Regions from separate parts of the Ovis aries genome. Here region 2 is linked to region 1. A link is a contact called in public Hi-C data. All regions are on one chromosome and are shown on one strand. Each heading gives the region's core, a stretch centred on a gene start, on an enhancer-like site or on the middle of the called end of the contact. The rest is flanking DNA. Distances are from core to core; before and after follow the strand shown.

Region 1 (2,700 bases), core at 68-2,567:
GGAGTAAATGAGCAAACACTCATTGATAATTCTTAGGCCAGATTATTGCCTCTCTCACTGGAATGGGCGGCAGAGGATTACCCAGTGCCAGTTCCTCCCTTCTCGCTCATGTCCCAGCCTGCTCAAAACCCTCAAATGATGACTTCAAGTCATATCCATGCCTGGCATTTTTAAGGACCTTCATAATGAAGCCTCCTCTCCCATCAACCACTGTCTGGAACTGACTGTTCACTGGAATATGTCCTGCCAAGAAGGGTCCCACTCTGTCAGTCCCAATCATAGTAACCAGCTCAATAGAAGTTTCTCCTCCTGCCAATCCTCGAAGCCAGGTCCAGGCCCACCCACATGTAGGAGCACGACACTGGGTGGCTGCCTGACCCAAGGGCTCCAGGTTCGCAACCTCACTGTTCAGACAGCTGACCCCAATTACATATTTCTTACCTAGAATCTATACTCCAGATTCTAAAGCCTGGGTGCTGAGGTTGGAAGTCTGCCTTGCAACCTTTTGACTGACCCTGGTGCAGACAAAGACCCTGAAGGAAGAAGGCTGGTCATGGGATACAAAGAACCCTACTGAGAGTTCTGGCCTCCCACCAGCTACCAAAATTTACTGTAGACTTTAGTACTGGCACTCACCTTCTCTGAGCCTTCATTTATATTTCCCTATCTGTAAGAGCAAGGGGTAGTGAGGAAGGAGGGGAGGGGAGTTGGAGGGAAGAGGGTGTTAGCTGCTTTTTCCCTTTCCACTTAAAGGCTTTCTTAAAATGCTCTTGTGTTCAAAGAGGTAGGCCATTAAGTCACTAAACACCTTAGTGAAAATGGGGTTTATTGGGAAGCAAGGAATTTAGAAAGGGGGGTAGGAGACAGAAAAGATAGAGGGGATTGGATACAAAGTTAAATGAGTCTGGTACTAGAAAAGAAGTTCAAAGGTGAAGCGAAATTTTTGCATTTTGTGTTCATGGTGAGCAGGCAGTGGATCACTGAGAAGGGAAAGGAAGCCAGAAACATCCTTCAGCTTCCCCAGCACCCCAAAATCCCAAAGACACCCCTCTGTCCAAGTGCACTCAAGCACAGTCCACTGATTATCCCATTTTATGTGCCCACGCTGCCCCACGCCGTGCCCCCAGCACAGTAACAGTTACAGCTTCATCTCCACTCTCCACACTTGAGTCTTCTCTGCCTCTGCAGTTCCCTCCGGCTCATGCCCTCATTCCTTGTCCCTAGTTACTAACTTCAGAAAAACCCTTCATCCTTCAAAAGCCTCGGATCCCTCATGAAGGACCAGACCAAACTCCTGTCTCCAAGCCCCGCCCCGCGCCTTTTCCCCTGGACTTAGCACCTTCTGTCTGGGGTCAGGTTTGGTTCTTTGGTTGACTGAACGCTTCCTGAGGGCAGAGTCTAGGCCCTAAACGCCTCTGGATCCAATAACCCAGCACAGGGCGGCACACAGCGAGTGCTGGAGAACTGCTTGGAGAAAAGGAACCAGGAGTCGGGAGCCATTTATTTTAGTTACGGCTCTGCCTCTAGTGAGCGACTTTGGGGAGACTCAGCTCTCTAGGCCTCAGTTGCCCCAGCTGGGAAATGGGGGAGCTTGATGCCTGGGTTCCTAGGCCCCTTCCCCAGTGACAACTGTGATTCCGCGAAAGCGCAGAGCTGCTGGGTGTGGCCCCGCCCCCTGGGAGTCCTGAAAAGCCCGGGCAGGGGGCGCGCAGGGAAGGCCTCCAAGCCCGCCCAGCCCCCGGTCGAGGCTTCCCAAAAAACTCGGGGTCCCCCTCCCCCACGCGTGCACCCCGTGCTCGCGCCGCGGCCAGCACTTCCGCACCGCGGGCCCTGCGGCCCGGGCCGGACGCGCGTTGGGTGCCCTGCGCCCGGCTCTCCTGCCACCCCGGAGGCGCTCTTGCCGGGGAGGGCTGGGGGTTCCCGAGGCGCCCGCGGGCGGAGGGTGAGGGGAAGGAAGGAGGATTTGCAACAATACCTCGGGGAGGAGGCGGCCGGGGCAGCGGCGGCGGCGGCGGCGGCTGGAGGCGGAGGCAGCGGCGAAGGAGGAGGTGCCCAGGCACTCCCCCTCCCATTGTCCCCAGCCCCGGCCAGGCCCGGCCCCGCGCCCCGCACCGCGCCCCGCGCCCCGGGCCGCGCAGCCAGCCCTTACCTTGCAGCGACCGGCTCTCCCCCGCTCGCTAAAGCTACTTATCCCGGGAAAGCTCGCGCGGGGCCCGGGAGCGAACCCACAGACAAAAAGTGAAACTTCGGCAAGGCTGGAGCGGCTGCTGGTTGGTGCCTTTCCCCCTCCTTCCTCCCACCGTCCCCACCCCCTCCCCTCGGTCTCCCGTGCGGTGCCCTGAGAGCTGGAGGCTGACGTCAGGGGCCTGAATTCCTGACTTTGCCTGCACGCATTTGTCCATGTAAGGTATGGGAAGGCGGGTGCCCGCGGGGCCGCGGCGCTCGCCGCCGGGGGAGGGGGCGCCCACCTCGGGGCCCGTGGCCCGGCCCCAAGGTGGGTGCATCGAGGGCGGTGGATTTCCTGGAGGAAGAGAAGACGCGGGGAACGCGGGGAGCTTGCAGAGGAGGAAGGGAAAGAGGGAGGTGTGGGGCCTTTGCCTGCCCTGGAGGAAGAGGAAGGAGACGTGGAAGGAGGAAGCGGCCGGGGCGAGGGGCTACTGAAAAAAATGAGGGAACCTGCGTCCACTGGTAGGAGACTAC
Region 2 (2,700 bases), core at 21-2,520, 390 kb after region 1:
GCTGGTCTCTTTAAACACAGACAGGAGAGATTTTTAACAACGACCTTGAAACGAGCTGGGAGAGAGCGGGGGGAACCAAGACCTAAAGAAAAAGCAGAACACAAACATGTATTTGGCTCACAGAATTTTGTAGAACACACGCGTACGCGTACACATACACATACACACACGTTTCTTGCAGCAAGAATTTTCCTAAGAGTCAACAATAACAGAGTAAACCCACCACTTGCTGTCCTGGAAAGAAACAAACCAAAACAAATCCTTTGAACATGTCTTTCTAGCGCAGGAGAGCGTCCTCTCAGTAAAAGTCCAAGGGAAAAAGGAAAATTGAACACCCTTCCCCGCCCCCCTGAAAAAAGTGGGGGTCGGAATTGTTACATATGACAAAAAACTCAAGCTTCTTTCAACACTATCAGTATTAAAATAACACGTCTTCCTTAAATCGTTTGAGACATTTCATAGGGGTAAAACAAAACAAAATCCAACCGATGCGGGATCCTACGATTTACGTAACATCACAAAGTTGCAAAAGGCAAAAATCAGAAGCAAAAATCCGCAAACCATCATAATACAACCACCCCAAATCCCAAACCACCACACCAAGGAAAAAAAAAAAAATCCCAAACTGTCCCAAATAAAAATAAAGCAAATGAACCCACCGAAAACTGCTTGGCAAATATTTTTCTCGTGGTGCCTAATATTCTAGCTGGAAAGAGCTGTGGTGTTTTTTTTTTTTTTTTTTCCCTTACTCGCCCCGAAACCTACTATATATAACAGACTTTTCCCAAAGGTTCGAACCTCTCGCTTCCTTTTGTGTTTTGAGCTCGGAGGAGCTGAGTTTATGGGGAAGAGAGGAGAAATGAGCCCCAGACCCCGGGGAAGCAAAGCGCACTCCCCCTCTTATGTCACCGAATAGCAAATTAGTTCTCAGAATTCCAGAGGCCGAGCTTTGCTACAGCGAAGACGCCGACGTCACAGAGGGGCGCCCACGTGACGGTGGCGGAGCAGGCTGTACCACCGACCGGGGGCCGGGGAGGGAGAGCCACCGTCCGGCCCCTCGACCCTCGCGCCGAAATCTCCAAACCCGAGACGTTCAGCCCGTGAGGACCCCAAAATCTGCGGGACAGCGGGAAAATATTTTGGCTTGGAGGGCTTTTTATGGCCCGGAGGAGGCATAAGTCGTGGAGAGCTGACACCGAGTCCTCCCCTGCTACGTAGCAGTGGTAAAGTCCCCAGCTCAAATTCCGAGAATTGAGCTCTGTTGATTCTTAGAACTGGGGTTCTTAGAAGTGGTGATGCAAGAAGTTTCTAGGAAAGGCCGGACACCAGGTGATTATTGCTGTTGCTGCCGCCGCTGCTGCTGCCGCCGCCGCTGTTGCCGCTGGTGCCGCTGCCGCCGCCGCTGCTCATGATCATTATTTTACCTTTTAATTCTTTTTTTCTGCTCTTGCCAAATGCTTTGGCTCCAAGTTTCCTATGTGTATCTATTGATGTAAATGTATATATTTATTTATTGTAGCTGTCAGGTGTTAAAATAAATGCCGAAGATTAGTCCCACGTCTCTCCCACTCTAGGATGTAGATTTTTATATTTTTATTATTTTATTCTTGTTGTCTTTGAGTGAATTGGCCGGTTTGGGGAGGCTTTTGCCACCCTCCCTTGTGTTGTTTTGGTTTTTGAAGAGGAGGTGGAGGAGAGGAAGGAGGGGAATTAGGGGGCGGCCGGAGCAGAAAGGACGAGACAGTGCTTGGGGGGTGATTCGGGCAAGTCTGGGGGCTGTCTGGCCCCAGACGGCGGAGAGGACGCGCGCTCGCGCTCTCGCTCTTTCTGCTGCTGCTTGCGTACGGCTTGTGATCTCGCTGGATTCGTGCGGCTGTGTTTTTTTTTCCCTCTTTTCTCGCTTGCAAACTGCCTTCCTTGCTCCCTCGCTCCAGCCTCGCCTTCCTTCCTTCCCTCTCCTTTCCCTCGCCTCTCCTTCCTTCCCCTCTCCCGTCCTTCTTGGTCACTCCGGGAGGCGAGGAGGGAGACTGCCCTTTCGCTCGCCCCGCTGGCTCCCTTCCACCGGCCTCGGTCCTCTCGATTCCCCACCTCCGAGCCGAGATTTTGGAGGAGAAATGCAAGCGAACTCCTAGTGGATATTTATTTTTTTTCCCCTTCATAAACCCAGATGAAGTGTTCCTTTCTGAGCCGCGATCTTCCTAACGAGATCCGAGCGTTTTGGTGTCCCCTTCCCCTGCGTTTTGGGGGAGGTTTAGCTTGCCTGGGGGCGGGGATGTTGAATAGTTTGGAAATCATTCTTTCTTGGTTGCAGTCTAGGGAGTCGGGAACCCCCGCGCGCTCCCTCTCCCGGTCCTGGGGAGAGAGGCTTGTGGCGGGATGGGGATTTGGGGGTGGGGGTGGGAAAGGGGTGCGCGTTTGCACCTGCGGTGCTGTTCAGAGTGCGGGGACTCCGGGAACCTTCGCAGAACGGCCCAGCCAAGCGGGAAGGTGGCGGGATTTCTGGCGGTCGTGGTGTTTGTATTTTGGGCGCTGCGTGACTCGGTGTTAGCTCCCAATGGCTGTTTCCCTGCTTTCCTAAATTTTTATTTTTCCCGTGGTGCAAGCTTTGTGAAAACAAACAAAACAAAAACTGCGGGTCGGAGAGTAGCGGCGTCAGGCTTCAGATTCCCGAGGTCTTTGCACAGGGCGAGGGAAAAAACA

What was found. Hi-C and Micro-C count contacts between places; a contact is called where the count stands out from the background.
Region 2: a Hi-C map of tail adipose tissue shows a contact between it and region 1, with 7 times the contacts expected there. The contact joins the promoter of BCL6 here to the promoter of LPP in region 1. A contact is called at or near these places in 7 of 16 Hi-C or Micro-C datasets (hypothalamus, liver, mixed tissues and 3 more).

The regions. Positions count from the first base shown.
Region 1 is chr1:199,989,083-199,991,782 of ARS-UI_Ramb_v3.0, forward strand. LPP (LIM domain containing preferred translocation partner in lipoma) reads right to left here and starts at 1,318. Exons shown (of 12, transcript XM_042233292.2): 1 at 1-1,318.
Region 2 is chr1:200,383,691-200,386,390 of ARS-UI_Ramb_v3.0, forward strand. It overlaps BCL6 (BCL6 transcription repressor), which reads left to right and starts at 1,271. Exons shown (of 10, transcript XM_042233309.1): 1 at 1,271-2,700. LOC105602706 (a long non-coding RNA gene) reads right to left here and starts at 922. Exons shown (of 3, transcript XR_001021447.5): 1 at 660-922.